4 separate regions of the Zea mays genome follow, and regions 2, 3 and 4 are each linked to region 1. The links are chromatin contacts, called in public Hi-C maps. All regions are on one chromosome and are shown on one strand. Each heading gives the region's core, a stretch centred on a gene start, on an enhancer-like site or on the middle of the called end of the contact. The rest is flanking DNA. Distances are from core to core; before and after follow the strand shown.

The links. Hi-C and Micro-C count contacts between places; a contact is called where the count stands out from the background.
Region 2: a Hi-C map of ear shows a contact between it and region 1, with 4 times the contacts expected there. The contact joins two enhancer-like sites. A contact is called at or near these places in 2 of 25 Hi-C or Micro-C datasets (bundle sheath and ear).
Region 3: a Hi-C map of leaf mesophyll shows a contact between it and region 1, with 3 times the contacts expected there. The contact joins the promoter of LOC111591128 here to the enhancer-like site in region 1. A contact is called at or near these places in 6 of 25 Hi-C or Micro-C datasets (bundle sheath, endosperm, leaf and 1 more) and 1 of 3 datasets of contacts at active chromatin or transcription factors (leaf).
Region 4: a Hi-C map of tassel shows a contact between it and region 1, with 2.4 times the contacts expected there. The contact joins two enhancer-like sites. A contact is called at or near these places in 2 of 25 Hi-C or Micro-C datasets (leaf and tassel).

The regions. Positions count from the first base shown.
Region 1 is chr3:50,731,482-50,735,904 of Zm-B73-REFERENCE-NAM-5.0, forward strand. No RefSeq gene overlaps it. Among protein-coding and RNA genes, the nearest start is that of LOC109944812, 54 kb to the right of the region's middle. Within about 2 kb of position 2,275, at least 17 of the 20 cell types and tissues checked have an H3K27ac peak or open chromatin away from gene starts, as enhancers often do. A contact at or near this core is called in bundle sheath, ear, endosperm and 3 more, where this site is marked.
Region 2 is chr3:50,286,434-50,290,856 of Zm-B73-REFERENCE-NAM-5.0, forward strand. It overlaps LOC103650063 (a long non-coding RNA gene), which reads left to right. Exons shown (of 2, transcript XR_563876.3): 1 at 1-367; 2 at 1,001-1,800. Among protein-coding and RNA genes, the nearest start is that of LOC103650063, 2.8 kb to the left of the region's middle. Within about 2 kb of position 2,593, at least 10 of the 20 cell types and tissues checked have an H3K27ac peak or open chromatin away from gene starts, as enhancers often do. A contact at or near this core is called in bundle sheath and ear, where this site is marked.
Region 3 is chr3:51,081,595-51,086,017 of Zm-B73-REFERENCE-NAM-5.0, forward strand. LOC111591128 reads left to right here and starts at 1,998. Exons shown (of 1, transcript XM_023301969.1): 1 at 1,998-3,637. The coding sequence starts at 2,795. The coding sequence ends at 3,568. It overlaps LOC100037796 (protein kinase-like), which reads left to right and starts at 1,088. Exons shown (of 13, transcript NM_001112497.2): 1 at 1,088-1,799; 2 at 1,929-1,991; 3 at 3,682-3,753; 4 at 3,852-3,959; 5 at 4,100-4,180; 6 at 4,272-4,325; 7 at 4,412-4,423. The coding sequence starts at 1,605.
Region 4 is chr3:51,043,511-51,047,933 of Zm-B73-REFERENCE-NAM-5.0, forward strand. No RefSeq gene overlaps it. Among protein-coding and RNA genes, the nearest start is that of LOC103650072, 2.7 kb to the left of the region's middle. Within about 2 kb of position 2,616, at least 17 of the 20 cell types and tissues checked have an H3K27ac peak or open chromatin away from gene starts, as enhancers often do. A contact at or near this core is called in leaf and tassel, where this site is marked.

The DNA.
Region 1 (4,423 bases), core at 1,025-3,524:
AGGGGCCTGAACAACCCACCACAATCCACGCGAGTGCAAGCTCTAGCGTTTGGTGTCAACGCGCGTGCGGCCATCAGGGCTACGACAACACAACAAGCCTTCGTAATAAGCGCAACAGACACAATTATGACTCTGTAATTGGGGTACACGATAAGTCCACACAACGTGCGCAACAGGCGCAATTGTGGCTCGATGATCACGGCAGACAGACAGTGCCTACAGGGCATGCGAAAAATACGCGACTCGGCGATGGCGGTCTGACTCAACGGGAGCGATCCGATTAATGGAGAGCGCGACATAGCAATCACATGACGCAGCCAAGTTCATACGACACAAATAACGTGTCGTGTTGCCAGGGCCCAACCAATGCTCGCCAATGCCATAACTCAACCGATTAACAACAAAGTCTGATCGACATGTCTGAGTACTCACTATACAATTTAATCGCTCAACGTGAGTCCAAAAGCTCAACACATCATAAATATATAGAGCCATACAAAAATACAAAACATAACCTTCATATGCATTTTTTTAAAATTTCTGCTAATTATCTACTACGAGAAATAAAGCAGAAAAATAGTATTATAATTAATGCGTAAGCATAAGCGGATCAGGTGCCGTGAAGGCATTTTTCCATATTCAAGTATGTGTTTTTTACTAATTATTTACTACGAGAAATAATTAATTAAAGTAGAAAAAATGCTTAAATAGCCATTTGCATGAGATGCTAACCGTTTATTAGTTGCTGCTCTTTTTTTTCTTTTTAGCTACACGTAATAGCATTTAACCAGGCGAGATAATAAGATTGCATGCAGGCTGTAGTCATGCACACAACAACTAAGGGAGCATACGGCTAAGCCGCTAAGGCCCACTCGTTCCAAGCCACTTAATTAAAATCTCTAACCATCGCATGCATACTTTTATTTCACTTTTTAATCCGTGAAAAACAACAACACTTGCGCCCAACTACCGCATGCACTCGGCTCTAATCACGGATCGCATACCAGCACTGCAATTGCAGGTTCTTCTCCAACGAACAAGCAGATCCAATGTAATTAGAAGGACATGCCATTCGATTGTGTAGAGGAATCGAAGCCTGTTATGTACGACAGTTCGGCTAGGCCGGAGACCTACCGGATTGACGGAGAGTTGATACAGATCCAATCCCGCAGCAACGTCGAGGTAGAGCGTGCTGATAACGTGTTGAGAACTACGTTACCACAGATCACCAGATCCGCTCCCTTCCCTCCCGTCAGCAGTAGAGGCGCGAGAAGCTGTAGAGAACCCGTCCCCCTTTTCAGAAGCACGACAGAGTAACACACGAGACACATGATATAGGGTTGGGCCTCTGTCCTCTTTCTCTTCTCTGTATTATTAGGGGGGTACAGGTTCCTTATATAAAGATGTGAGACCCCTAGAGGGCAAAACAGTTATTTGCCCACATAACCCTAACTAGGGTTACTTAACACATACATGCCAGCCGCATGCAGGCACGCCGGTACATGAAATGCTATTTTGGTTTGTTTTTTCATTAATAACTATTAATTAAGAGATTTAATCACCAAACTAATTTTATATTTATGTTTTTAAATTTATACTATATAATATTTGAAAATTTATTTATGGACTCTTGTCTAATACACTCAGTACAAGCAATCAAATAAAGTCTATAATTAGTCTGCATGAGTTCATGTAAATTAACAACCAAACAAGTGTGTCTTGTATAAGTTTAACTCGGTGTTGTTTATCCTGGCTCGGCTCAGGCTAGCCTAGTACATCAACCAATCAGACCGTATAGTCCATCCAGCATCGATTATTTTGTATAGAGAAGAAATGGGTGGGGGGTGTTTGTGTGTTCGGGCTGATTGGTTATCTGGACGAGCGCACCCACGCTCGCCCGATCTAGACTGACCGAAAACGAGTATTTTTGGCGTATGAGTGGATACAACCAAAAGACCTCAAAATAATTTATTTTGCATCCACTCATGCAGCTCATGTTCAAGATATACAGACAATCAAATAAATGTTTAGATAAAGTCAATATACCCTGAATCGAATTTGGAGAAGAGGATCCGGAGTATGCCAGGCCATGCCAGCCTCGGCAATTGTCCTTTTAACGCACGCGCATGCGCTCACTTGTTACAAAGCCATTCTGGGCCGGACGTGCGCACGCTGGGCCGACAGACGCTGAGAGACTTCCTGGTGTCGGAGCGTGTAGACGCTATAGTTGGGACGAGGCTCGATGGAGTGGACGGAAAGCACGGCATCTGCCCAAGAATGAATACGGCCCGCTGGAGACACATACACAGATACACTTGGGCCCTGTCTGTCGGCCTCGGCTCTGCGGCCAGTCTCTTTCCCGGCCCATTTTACGGCCCAAAATTTACGTAGTAACCCACAGTTCCATCGAAAAAGATAATTCACGCCACTTCCTCCCTCCTACACGGAGCAAGATGGTTCACAGAAAAGCAAATTCTGCTACAAATAATTAACCGAGAAAAAGAATCACAATCTACGTTTTACCAAGGTGAATCCTTCCTTCATAATGCATATAATGTTTGTTCACAAGGACACGTGGACCACCACCAGTACTATTCAAATTAAATAGCGGGGGAAAGGGGGTTTGGGAGGCCGCCAATAGATTTCGTGTGTTCGAGTTTTTTTTTCTTTCTTTTTTTTTACTCAAATTTATGTAGTTTGTTCGAGATGCTCTAAGATAATCAATTATGTCAGCATGATTAAAAAAACAAAAGAGCTTTTGTCGAATAGTCACAGAAAAGAAATTACATAGACGTGACACTCAAACAAAAAAACCAATGAAATCTTTCGAAGACACGTGCATGTGTTGGCTATGCATAGCCTATTTGTAAAGTCTCCCATCCATATCTTTGTTACACTCCACTAGTCTATCAACAGGCATTGTGAGTAGCCTCTTCCGTGTGACTAGCCATATCGGTAATAAAGAGTTGATATTGAAAGTCAGTACAGCTAGCGTGCTCAAAAAATGTCTTATCAGACATCATTTTATATTTACTAGGATATCAGCCGACCTGCAATAAATTGAAGATAATGCTATTGTTTACTCTTGATAGATACGGCTTTGCAAAGCTATAAATATACGGTAACAACAGTAAGGTCTATAAGCATATATATGCATCGATATATATAGATACACTACCGAAAACAACTTTGCCGAGTGTCTAAAGCCTAAAAAACACTCAGCGAAAACTTTGCCGAGTGTGAAGCTCAGCGAACTATACATCGGCAACGACTTCTTTACCGGGTACTTTTTATCGGACACTCGGCAAAGTCACTCTGTACTCGGCAAAGAAAAGTCGCTGTGACGGCGACCGATAACGGCAACAAAACCTTTGCCGAGCGTACACTATACTGACACTCGGCAAAGAGTATCCCTTTGCCGAGCGTATTAGGTAACACTCAGCAAAGAGTTTTCCTCTTTGCCGAGTGTCCGCCGGACTAGCACTCGATAATGAGATCGCCACCAGGCCCCTTTGTCAGTTCCTTTGCCGAGAGCATTAGAAGGAACTCGGCAAAAGTTGCTTCTTTGCTGAGTGTTGTGGTCTTCGCACTCGGCAAAGATGTTGTACCGGTGCCCAGGTATGCCTTCTTTGACGAGTGCTATGACCCAGACACTCGGCAAAGTACCTCTTTGTCGAGTGTTACACTCAGCAAAGCGACCAATACACCTCTTTTTATTTGTTTTTGCTATTCCATCCAAACAAACAAAATATATATCACATATACATCATAGATATCACATACATAATAGAGACCACATATTTCACAAAAAAACATATCTCACAAGGTTTTCACAAACATGTCTATGTTCATACCAAGATTCATCAACATAAGTATCACACAACTCTAAAACATAAGTTTTTCACAAACATAAGTTCACAAGTTTATCACACAAGCTAAGAGAAGATGATTAGCGCAGTGGCCGGCTGGACTGGTGCGGCGATGGGCTGGGCGATCCAAAAGGGTTGTTGGATGCCACCCTAGATTGTCCTTGCACAGAGAAGAGATTGCATGTGTTATACCAGTTAAATATATATCATGCAGGACTAGAATTTTGATACTCACATGAGTATGGAACTGAGCAGGGTCAACTGGAGGAAACAATAGAGGTGGTGGATCAAAACCCTGTGCGGCGCCAAGGCTCTACATGTACTGGAACATCTCCGCCATACTCTGCTGATCTGCCAAGCATGTCTCCTGCTCCTCCATCATCCTTGCCTCCATCTCCTGTCGTTCCCTCCTCTCTTCTAGCTGGGCCTATAATATTCCAACCCAATGTTATAATAACTCAAAGAGAAAGTATATAACTCAAGGAACGACGAGTTACATAAGCACTAACCTAGAATTATTGTATCTGATGATGTGAGTTGTCCTACCGAGGTTG
Region 2 (4,423 bases), core at 1,343-3,842, 440 kb before region 1:
TGATAATTATTGGATCAATTTCGATAATTATTAGTAGATCTATGAGATATGCCGCCTGGAAGAGGCGAGGTAAGCTGCAGCATGTAAAAAAGAGAAAAAAGATGTGACATCCTAGAGGAGGAGGCCTTTGCCATGATGGGTGCGCTCGCATGGCAGGCCAGGCAATAATAAAAAGATGATTATTGCGTGCCGGGGGAGGAGATCGCACGGGGGTTGATGTTTTTGGCCCCGGGTTCTCCTCCCTCATCTTGTTCCGTGTTCCTGTATGCGTTGCTTCCGCTCCTGTTGGTCCGCTACGCACGCCGGATTTTTGCATCGAGCACGGAGATCTACAACAAAAACATGGAGCTACGACGCGATTCCCAAGGTACAATCGTAATTATGTTCAAACAATTTTTAAGTCGTCCTGCGCTCCTTCTATTACGAGCAACGTTTTATATTCTGTGCTTGCATAATAAATCGAAGAAATCCTGACACCAATCGAACTGAAGATCCTGAAACGCACGTTAATACCGTTGACGTCCGCTTCACCCAGCTCGATTTTCAGTCTTGTAATAATAATTGAGAACTCCAATGAACTGAGAGTTACTAATCGCTCCATGAGTCTGAAGCGTGCAAAAATTTAGGTCGCAGCTACACAAATTTACACGCTGTTCTATATTCTATATTCTATATTATATTTAGGTCGCAGCTACCCGTGAATCTCCTATTTTGAAAAGGTCACTGCTTTTTTATTTCATTCTATATTCTATATTATATTTTTGTAATATTCAGTCTCGTTTAATTGCTTTCAGACTTAATGTTAGATAATTGTTTACATTTTCTACAATTCAGTCTGGACTAATTGCTTTGGGACTAATGTTGGAGATATCCATATGTATCTGCGTCTAAGCATTTTTCATTTGTATTTATCATGTTTTGTCAATAGGGATACTTGTTTCTTGTAAGTCTGTTAGCATGTTTGAACCATAGCAATTGGCGGACGTGTGTAAAACTGCAGTATGATGGATTCCACTATTCATCAACCGAAATTATGGCGCGCTTCAATCGTGGCTACGCTGATGGGGAACTGATCCGTTATGGTGTGCTTGGATCGTGGCTGTGTGGAGATGTGTGGAACTCATTGGTTATAATGGTGATGCTGATGGAACTGATTTTGCTCCCGTTGGACGGCCTGATTGGTTACTTTGCCCTGTTGACTGTTTGAGAACGTACCGCCCAGGTTTACTTATACTTACTGCTTTTTGACGGTACTGTACATACAGTTCGACAATTTATTTATTGGCAGTTCAATTCATCCATTTAGCTAGGGGCACGAGAGCATGAGTTCCCCTGGAGATCAATTTCATGTTGCTTTTTTTTTGCGAAGTTCCATTTTCTATTTTCAATTTGATTAGGGCTAGTTTGGGAACTTATTCTTCCAAGGTTTCCTAAGGAAAATTAGTTCATTTTTTTTTTTGGGAAAATGAAGTTTCCAAAAGGGTTTCAAATCCATGGTGGTGTGGGAATTGATTGCAGTAAAGGCGATGGGTAAGCTGATACCGGTGGGTTGAGAATTAGACCATCAGTAGCTTACTCTTTCCCATATTTAAACTATAATCTACACTACAAAATAGTGCAAAAGGTGTTCATAGTGACCTATGAATAATATAATCTACACTACAAAAATAGTCCAAAAGGTGTTTGTAGTGACCATATATGGGTGTACATTGTACCTTTTTACATTGTATTTGTAGTGATCATATATGGGTGAACTACTGTACTTTTTTATATTGTAGATCGTATTATTTATAGTGTGCAGTTTGAATATAGGTAAGCTGATGGTCTTATTGCCTGTCAAGTTCATATATAATAGTTTTGGGATTAATTTTTTTTGCGTCATAGAAATTCATAAGCATGTGAGTTTATCACATATATACATCAGAATATTAACTAGAATATATTTAAAATTGGTTTCGTTCATATACTCGGAATTGTGCCCAGCGGGATTATATAATTTAACAAAGAACATGGTACAGAATTATAAGCCGTGACTTTATACCATTATATTAAACGTAATTGGGAATATTTAAATTGTTTTTCATTCTAATTGACTGCATTTTGTTTAAGTCTCAAGGGTGCCGTGCTTTTAATCTAGGGCCTAAAATTGGGTGATTAAGGGGCTGTTTGGTTCGTGGTCATACTTTACCTAAGGTTAGTCGTTTGAACTGAAAAACTAATCTTAGTCAGAAAAGTTAAGCAAAGTGTAGTAAGTTAGTCATCAAACCAAACAGGCTCTAAAAGCAAGTTAAAATCCACCGGAATTGACTGCATTTTGTTTGTCTTGTTTTCATCAATCCACCGGAATTCAGTGATTAAATCTCGCAAGTTAAAATTTTTCTTAATTTGCTCAATATTTTTCAGCGATATCCGTTCTTTTGAATGGGTCTATTCACAGAAGGTTTGGTTGTGAACACGAATATTCAATTGATATATGTGTACTTTTTAAAGGTATTTTATGGTTATTTAAATGTAGCTGCGTCTGCTCGTTGAGGTGTGGATCTTTCCTCAACACGGTGAGGTCATCCGTTTGACTGCTAGCCTAGGCGTGCTGTCCCGGATGGATGGTGGTTCAAATCCACCAAGATTCTTTAGTAGTCGGAACTTATTGCTCACCAAAGAACTTACCATTGCTTTAGGATGTTTTATTTTTGTATATAGGCTTAGCCGGTTAGGGCCTGTTTGGATCAGTTTATAAGAAACTGTTTTTTGAAAATTGAGGTGGTTCCAAATATATCACTAGACTTTCAAACAGCATCTTAGTTAAACAGGACCTTAGTTTTGATACGAGGCCTGCACTCAGCCCGGCGGCGATCAAAATCGAACGTGTGGGATCTCTGATATTTGACTAGGTCTGGTCGGTAGCAAACCAAACATGTAAGAATTTGTACATATACTCAACGTCTTAGAATTTGCAGTTTAGAGAACAGAGAGTTTTTGTTTTTGTTTTTGCTTAGTTCACGTCTCTTTCATCGAAGTGGCTTCTCATTTTTGCCTAGACTCTTTATTTTACAAGTAAGAATTTCTTCCTAGATTTTTATGATCCACGGGAATTTACACTGAATCTTTTGTCAGAAAAATGCAAGAATTTCATATAATCCAGTTTATTTTTATTTTTTGATAATAAAATTTCTCTAGTAAAAAAATGTTGTAGGGCCTAGGAGTTCTATAATTTATAATTCATACCGAATTATCAGCAATCTCCTTTATAGAAGTGATATATGTAGAAAACAAAAAAAAAAGATGGCATTCACGTTTTCTAGAAGTGGTGATAATTTGAATTTTGTCCAAAGTCGTACTGACATGTTCCGTGCGAAAGGGCGTTCTCAATGGGAAGAGGAAAACACTGTTTCCAAAGCTACCATCTCAAAAAACACTAAATCTCGTATTTTTCTTTATTAAATTGTATATTGTGTTATCTTATTTGTTTACGTGACGTATTATTAATAAAAATAAAACTCTTATGAAACTCCTATTAAGAATGACTTCATTTAGAGTAAAATTATAAAAAATTTACTAACATTTATGATATTAAGTATAATTATTATAATAATATTTTTGTTTATAGTAAATCTACTTAAAGTTAAGATACTTGGAGGCTCTTTGGATCCAAACAAGTTCAGCCAAAGTGACTAAAATGACATATTTTTATTATTTTAGTCACTTTTAACTAGCTTGGAATGTGATTGAACTTTATTAATGTTTGTTTTAGCACCTAAACAGGCTCTTAGATCATGGCTACTACTAATAGTTAACTACTAGCTAATATGTCATAACTACTATGTAACTACTATTACCCCTATTAGGACTAGTTTAGGAACTTCATTTTCTTAAGGAATTTCTATTTTTCAAGAGGACTTGGATAAATGAGGTTCCCAAACTAGTCCTTAACAAATTTCACTCGACTAGTAAAATAGTACTATTATTAGCTACTAGAAAAATATTGCTAACAATCAGTTAAACTATTAGCAACATGTATTTGGATTCAAGAAAATAATTATGAGTAGCTAATTAGTAATTACTATCTTTCTTGAACCTAAGTAGGATCATAATTAATAAAAATCCTATAGTTTTTAGAGAGCCAAGATAGGATCATAATTAACATAAATAATGTAGTTTAATTTTTTGATAGACAGTACTAGGGCATGTTTAGTTTCATTGTGCTAAACTTTAGCATCACTTAAAGAGATAAAGTGCTAATGTATGTTAAACTTTAGCATTTTACTTTTAATATCTTCTAGTATATTTTAGCACTCATGTTTGGATTTACAAGAGCTAAAGTTTACTAAAGATGTAGTGCTAAACTTTAGCATTATGGAATCAAACATGCCCTTAGAGTGTACATAATAAGAACTGCACATTAGGCCTTAGACTGCCTTCAACA
Region 3 (4,423 bases), core at 748-3,247, 350 kb after region 1:
CCAAACCCCCCCATCCCCAGGTTGTCAGCATTGCAACCACTGCTCAGGCGAAGATGAAGCTGTGGAAGGAGACTTCCAGGAGTTCCAAGACTACGACGAGTTCTAGGTGTGGGTTAGCGGCAACCCCCAGTCGGCTGCCTGTGAAGGCCGCGTTTATCTACGTTTCTTTTCCGCACTTTGATTTATTGTAAGGACTATATGGACGTCTCAGACGTATGATGTAATCAACTATTTTCCCCTTTTAATACTATTTTGAGCACTGTGTGATGATGTCCATGTTATGTAACTGCTGTGTACGTGAATAACTGATCCTGGCACGTACATGGTTCGCATTCGGTTTGCCTTCTAGAACCGGGTGTGACACTCATGGATCCTGCAAAATATGTGTCAGGATTTGGAGATCCATGCGAGCACTACACATGGTGCTCCTCCCTTGTGTTCTTGGCTCTTGCATGCATTAGGTCGTTTCTAAGACCATATTGACACAATAGACTCCATGGTGTTTGAGGTTGCTGAATTGGTTGGAGCAGCAATGATTTGTCACACTAACAATAAAAGGGAAGGTTATTTGTTTGTTTTAAACGTTACTAATTGCTACGAAGTACCATAATTTGTATAGAGCGCATCCAATTTTTATTGATGCCCGACTTTAGCAACCACTCAATATTTTAATCTATCTTTTTTATAAGTTTGAGTTCATGTGACTTAGAAACTTGAGCTCACAAATTTCATCTTATTTGGTCTATATATGGTGAAATTATGCCATTCTATATTTTCTGTTCGTTCAGTCAGTCGTTGTGAACTCTTTTCTAATCGCTCTCTTCATTAGCCGTGTTGTACCGAGACATATTAGATGGAGACATGGAGTAAACAACAATATCAGTTAGTCAAATAAAAAAAATATTATGCGAAGAGTGAAGACAATCAATAAAAAAATTTAAGATCTGTTTGGTGGATAGTTTACGGACAGTACGGGCAACCGACTAGTATGTATATCTGTGTCAAGAGTTTATAGCCACTCGGCCAAGCAATCTCGCTATTTCTCTCTGACTGCCTAGCGGAACTGGTGAATTTGATTCGCGTTATCAGCAATGAACATAGAGCTAGCTAAGAGGATCAAACTGAGGGGAGCGTTCATTGACCTGGCTGCTACGCGGAGGCCTGGTGGACGTAGCAGCAGCAAGGCCGCGTGGATTTGTCCCATTTGTTTTGTTTAATAGTAATATAATCGTGGACAGAGCAGAGGCTTTTGCGTGTGCGTTTACCAGTTGCCCATCCGGGTTACATCTCACGGAATCTGAGGCTGAGGCGACGGAGCGCAAGCAAGCAAGCAAGCGAAAGGGCAGGGCTGCCTGCCACACAAGAGACAAGGGAAGAGGAGAAGGGTAGACGAGTAGACGACTGTGATGAGGCTAGAAGAAGAGCAGGCAGGAGCTATAAGTACCCCGCCCCCTTCCACCCTCTCCTTCCACCTCCCTCCCTTGCTGCCTCATCCATTCCAGAGCTGCGAAGACAGACAGACAGAGAGAAAGAGGGATCGACGGAGCAAGGCGGGGCCGTGTCCGGTCACACACGAGCGAGCCCTCTCGGCCGCGCGTTTGTGAATGGTGAACGGCGAGCGGCGGGCGGACGCGGAGTGCACGCGGGCGTCGCTGCTGGGGAGGTATGAGATCGGGCGGACCCTCGGCGAGGGCAACTTCGGCAAGGTGAAGTACGCGCGCCACATCGCCAGCGGCGGCCACTTCGCCATCAAGATCCTCGACCGCAGCAAGATCCTCTCCCTCCGCATCGACGACCAGGTTGGGCATGCCACACACGTGTTTCGCCGCCGCGCGCTAGCCGTTTCAGATTCCAGTCCGGTCCGGTCCGCCGAGCATGCTGACGGCGGCTTCTTCGTCCATTTCGCTTTGCGCTGGCGCTGTTTGCAGATCAGGAGGGAGATCGGGACGCTCAAGCTGCTCAAGCACCCGAATGTCGTCCGCTTGCACGAGGTGCGTGGCACACCGAACTTGCTTCAAACCTCCCCTTTCGTATCGTTCCTTCATTTCTTCTTGGATTGGATCCTTCTCCTCCTCGCTCCTTCCAGCTCCAGCTGGACCAATTCCCCTTGTCTGCTGGACTGGTAAGATAGGATCCGATCCCGTATACTTCCATTCCATGACGCTAGAAAATGAACTTGCTGTGCTCCGTAAGGGATTATTAGGCTAGCTGTCCAGTTGTACTGTCCTGCAAGTAACGGACCATCTGGCTTTTACTTGGAACCAAAGGATTAGCGGTTTTTGCTTGCGCGGCCGGGATGAGACTCTTTCGTCACACACACACACAAACACAAAACAAAGGATCTCTTTTCTCTCTGCTAGCTCTCGTCGCTTGCTTCTCAACGCTGTTCACGCGGAAAACACCGGCGGGAGCTTTGGCTGACGTCCGGTCCTTCGATCCACGCCGCACGGCATCTCCGCCGGAGTTTTTACTCCGGCCGCTACCGGAATATGAGCCCCTGTCCTGGGCATAAAGCGGTTTCGCCTCGCCACGCCACATGCACCTGCAAGTAGAGAGAGAGGCCTGTCGAGACTCGAGAGTCTATAGTTCACGGGCTCTTCGCCTCTCGGGGTTCCAAAGCCAAAGGGGGAAAAAAAAAGGAAGGAAGAAGGCTCACGGGCTCCTGGAATTACGCTCAGGAAAAAAAATCGCGAGAAAACGATACGATTTTTCGCCAGGTTTTTTGTGAAATTGCTTGTAGTAATAATAACAAGGAAAAAAAAGTCATGTCCTTTGATTCTGTGACGAAAACCACATGCATTCCAAGCGAGACATCTCAGGCCACAGTTTCACACAGTCGCAGTGTGCCGGATACGAAAGCGATCCCATCCGGAGCGTCAGGTCCGTGACCGTCTCGTCTCCACTTGTACAAATGAAACCGACCACCGGCCGGGACGGTTCCCGTTTCGGCACAGTAGAGCAACACGGCACACGAAGGGGGCGGGCCCACCGCGCGCGGTACGCATGCCTCTTGGGCTACCCGTCGAGCCATGTGGCCGGCTTCCTGGTGGCCCCGCCACGTCGGCCTCACACGGTCCCGGTACATCTGGCCAGGCAGGTACTGCTGGAGTATTATGCATGCATCGTCGTGAGCTGGGTGCACCAAGTCACCCCACACCGCGTGGGCCTGCCCGCGACGCAACACTTGTCGCACGGGCCCCGCACACGTGTTCCGCGGGGCCCCCTTGGCTGCTCCTCTATCCTCCCCCCCGGGCCGCTGGCCGCGGCCACCAACTCTGTGCGCCTTGGTGTGACCGGTGGTCTCTGTGCTCCCAAGCTGAGCAGCAGCAATCGCCGTTCCGGAGGCCGGAGCACAGAGACGAGACCCGCCGAGCAGTTTGGGTTTTTTTTTTTTTTGATGATTTGGTGCACCTACCTAAAGAAGCCTTTGGCATCGAGTACGCCTAGTACCACCACCACCACCAAAGAAGCCTTGAGCATGCAGGGTAATAATTGTGACGAGGGCCGGGGAAAGAAAAAGGATGCAGGGAAAGATTACTGTTGTACCCGTATCTCATTCAGGCCCTAGTTGCTGAAAATAACAGTAAATAGGAATCGTGTTTGTTTGCAACTGGAAGCAAAAAAAAAAAAAAAAAAAGAGGTGTGGGTGACTGATATTGAGACCAACCTTTTTCTCTGCAGGTTGCTGCCAGTAAAACGAAGATCTACATGGTGCTTGAGTTTGTCAACGGCGGCGAGCTCTTCGACAAGATCGTAAGCCCACACGTCGTCAAAACGCGCTGTTTGTTTGCACGTAAAAATTCATCTTTCTAACGCTCCTGTTTTCTAACGCGCTGTTTTACACACAAAAGGCTATCAAGGGGAAACTGTCCGAACACGAGGGCAGGAGGCTCTTCCAGCAGCTAATCGACGGCGTCAGCTATTGCCATGACAGAGGTGTCTACCACCGAGACCTCAAGGTAGCCTTCACCGTCAGTTCAGTTGCTTCTCTTGCATTCATATATACTTGTCAGCGTGGAACTCAAACTCAACTAGGGCTTTGCTTGATTCTTCTGTCCGTGACAGCAGTTTGCTTCTTTTATTCTTCTGTCTGTTACAGCCAGAGAATGTCCTTGTTGATCGGAAGGGCACCATCAAGATCTCTGACTTCGGCCTCAGCGCTCTACCTCAACATCTCGGGGTACGATGGCATGGTTTGGTTGCTCTGTATGCGATGATTCCTCTGTATGTATGCATAATTTACCAAACGACATGCGCTTCACACCTTTCAGAGTGACGGACTTCTGCACACAACATGTGGCAGCCCCAACTACATAGCTCCTGAGGTATTTAAAGAACCGGCAGCAAGCAGTTTCATTTCATCAGTTTCTCTCCTCTCGGCTGTGCTGATTCTGTGCTAAATTCATGCCAGGTTCTGCAAAAC
Region 4 (4,423 bases), core at 1,366-3,865, 310 kb after region 1:
ACAGGACAGGTGTACGTGTATGAAATACCCATGGGTAATCGGGTTTGGATTATTGCTTCCCAAACCCATACCCGTTTACCCAATGGGTGGGGATTTTGTCCCATATCCATACCCATGGGGACAATTTTTGTCTCATACCCGTACCCTAATAGGGTAATTCCCCATGGGTTATCGGGTATCGGGTCCCCATTGACATCTCTGGGTGGGATCAACTGCAATTCACGGCAGAATAAAAATACACATGCATGGAGTGACTCATGGCACTCGTACGTATATTCTGTTACCTAGCTAGCTAGCTACCTCTAAACCGGAATAGACCGCGACACCGCGTACAGGATTTTTGTTGTTCTCTCCCACAGCAGAACCACAAGTTCTGTTCTCTTAATTGCATGGGTCCACTCAACTTTTTGCCGCTTGCTCTCTGCGATGTCCACGTTGAGATATCAAAGACGCGCCACACAGAAACCAACAAATGGCGGTAAAAAAAAAGCACGCGAACCATGAGGCGTTTTTGTGACCATTTCTTTGAATTTCTGGTAGAGCCAAACCCAGCCGGTCGATGCGAAACTACCAATGAGTCCCGATCCAGCAATTGATCTGATTTGCCTTCCATGGCGAGCGGCAGCCACTGAATAATAATCTAGCTACTGGTATGGTGGCACGCTACGGTTTTTTTTAGAAAAAAAGAGGGTGGCGTTTTGCTCCTCGTGTTCTAACGTCATGTACTGCTATAGCAAAATTACGTGCATCTCAAAATGTTACCAATTGTGTGCGGCGAAACTGACCCTAATTGAATAAACCAATTAATTACCTACTCGGGATGTGCAACCCAGATACTCCAGATCGGATATTAGTCTATCTTGGATTTTTAAGGATTCGGAATTTACTAAATAAAGTAATCTATTTGGCTTAGAATTTAACATTCCACCGCTTTCTAAAATTTCAGATATTAGTCTATCTCAGATTCATGGGGTGTAATATGGGAAAATGATTTTATGTATCAGTAGAATATGTTTCTACTATGCAACTTATATGACACTCTTTAACTCACTCTTGTATAGTAAAAATATAGCACATAAATATCTCCGACATCTTACTAATAATAGTATATAAATATATTTTGTATAAAATCATATTAGTTTGATTAGTATGTGCCTAAATATTATTATTATAATGGAATTCAATTCCAAGGATCCAAACGACGCCTAAACTTAATTTAGTGTATTTTAAAAAAAAACATCCTCCAATGGTTCCTTAAATGAGGTCCTCAAATATATCGACTTATTAAATATTCCTATTTAGTCCTAGACTTAGAGAGAGCTGTTTCACACTCCTAATAGTCCATTTTGTGTGTCAATCACACTATGAAATCAGTTATCTGCTATCGAGTTCATGCATGTATGAAAGTGATGCACTTTGAATGATTTGAGTTGCGGAAAGGATAATTTTATCATCCTCGTTTGACAAGTCTAAAGATGACCAATCCAAAATTTTTTGAGAAAATCGTGATTCATACAGAATGATTGTATAAATAAAACAAAATTTAAAGCTACAAGTTATAACTAGAAAAAACAGGCTACCATAATTTAAAAATATTAGCATATAGTTCATGCTAACGCTACAATTCCAGAGAGGAGATGGGTCAACGGTGGTGTCGGTGGCACGAGAGGAGGGGTTGTCGGCGATGGCGACGACGCGAATGAGGGGGATGTGGCCATGCGGGGGATCGGAGAGAGGAGGGAGGCAGGGTCGCGCGGGGTTGGGAGGGAGGGGAGGGTTGAGGGATGATCCAAATAAGATTATTTGTTGGATTTGAGTGAGTAGGAGAGACAGAGTTATCTGAATCGTTGATTTTGATGATATGTTAAGTCTTGTTCAATTTGTTGTTTGATGGATTTAGCGAAGGATATAAGTGTGGGGGCGATTTAGTTGGATGAGTTTTTTTCAAAATTTAAACTAGTGAATTATATAAAGGTATATATTTAACAACGTAAAAACCAGAAACCGTTGGAGGCTAAGATTATTATTTTTTTGTTTCCAATATATATTTAGTAACTTGCTAAATCAGAGACTACGGAGTAATTTTTTTAGGAAATATCCTCTTATAACGTAATAATTAACCTATAGCGTTGCTGTCTGCATCATTCACGGCCCTTCTCCACCGGGTAAAATGAATATAGGGCATTTAATTACGAAACCTAGTTGAAACGGCATATGTATGTATGTCCTGCAGGTCGTCCTTTCAACTAATCAACTGTACATGTAATGCTGAAGTTTGAAAAATCCTCACTTTCCATCCCATTCATGAAAAAAAGTAAGATCTTGCAGGATCCACAATTTATCACAGAGAGAGGGAAAAATCTCCTAACACTGTTCAGCACCTACGTACTGTATCGATCTGCAGTACGCAGCACTATTTGACACTGCTCGTTAGCAGGATACCTAGGTCGTTTTGCCTTGTCACAAATTTGCCTTAAAAATTATCTCTCGTCTCTTTTTTTTTTATAATAACAGGACCGACCGATGGAGGGCGTAATAAATACGACGCCAGTGTGAGGAGTGCGGGCACGGTTCACCGCATCCACCCTGCGTCCACAGTGCCGGTGCACGGCTGTGCAGTGTCGCCAGCGGCCAGGACGACGCCGGGGCCGGGGCCAGCCTGCATTGGTCCGACGTGTGCAGCTTTAGTTTCCACGTAGCTTTCCTTGCCTCGCGGGGCAGCAAAAGGCCCCCCACCTCGACGTGCAGTGCCGGTGGGCCTCATCAATCAACTGTATAATATAATCAAATCACATCAAATGGATTAGGACTCCTGGTTTAGGATTAGGAGCAAAAGTACGCTCGTGGGCGTGGCAACACCCCAAGTCTCAACACCCTCTCTCTCCAGATGCCGGAAGCATTAGCGATGCGTGGCCAGTTGAGCGCTGGTGGCCCCACCACCACCCCGCTACTTAAACTTACGTTCGAAATCAGGCGGCTTCGACGCCACCTCGACCTGCTTTGTTTATCCGTTCACTGTACGCACGCGCTGCATGCACGCAATCTGCGTCGCCCTTTTTAAAAACCCCTCCCCTTGTCTGACCGGTCGGCAGGCTCAAGGCCACGGTGGTTCGGGCGGGCCGACGGAAGACCCGCGCCCGTTGCCGTCGCTCGCGCCCGACGGAAACCTTGTGCGAAGGAAGAGAACTGCTACGGTCACCCCCACCCCAACCACGACTTCCAGCGACACAGGAGAGACATGGTTACGAGCGGAGGTCTCGGCATCTCGGGGCACGGGAGAAACAAAAACACAACCATATACTATCTCAGAAAAAATAAATTTGTTAACAACTGGATTATTACAAAATCTCAAAACGGTATGGCTTTGGTTAGGGCTGGAAAATAAGCTCGAGGCTCGCGAGCCGGCTCGAGCTCGGAGCGGCTCGGCTCGGCTCGGCTCGCGAGCCTCGAGCGAGCCAAACCGAGCCACTATTTTGAGCCGAGCCGAGCCACTATTTTGAGCTCGTTGCGCTAGCGAGCCAAGCCGAGCCGCAGTATAAAGCACACGATATGTGATAATCTCAAAACGGTTCACTATTTTGGTATATGTTGTGCTGCATGGAGTGGTCGTTACTTTGATCGATGATGAATACGCAGTATAAAGCATACGACATCCACATGTGTTGCATTATTAGTGCAACAATCGAGCGTGTCGATTTTAGGAAAACATGGTAGGCTTCTTGTGGGAAATGACAGAACTAGCACATGAGAAGACATTGAATAAGTTTTGACGCACGCAAACCCTCCCCTGCAACAATCACATATACTTATGTGACATGTGTTTCATCAACTTTGTTTTATGCACACAAAAGCATTTGCGCTCCAAAAGTGACATGGTCGTCATAGGTAGTAAAGCAGAGATGAGTATCACATAAACAGATATTAAGCTAAAGTAGTTTCATCAGCCTGGTTATGTACATAAAAGCATCCACGCTTCATAAGTGACAATGTTCGTCGCAGATACGCAAGGCAGTTTTCTATACAGGAAAAAGAAGGAAAGATTAGTTGTTGTTAAAGAGTTTGCGAGGTAATCCATTGTTGTGCAAAGGTTATAAATGAGAGTGAAGAATAATGTGCAGTTTCTATTGATTAGAAGCTGTGTAGAAAGAAGATTTGTACATAATGTCTCACCTTCATGAAAATGGCGTTGATTTACTCGTCGTCGCTTTCAGGCTCGGTTAAACCAGATTGTTGTATCTGAAGCTTGCTACTTTTCATCGTGTATATGGTCTGCAATGTTAGAAAGGACTACAATACATATTGTTGAAAGAGAATAAGCATGTTTGAAACATTATTTTTTTGGTGGGGATGATAGATCTTTTGGGTTAGGGTGATCTAAACCTGGTTATTATCCTGTACGTTAGTGCATAAGAACTGTTGGATA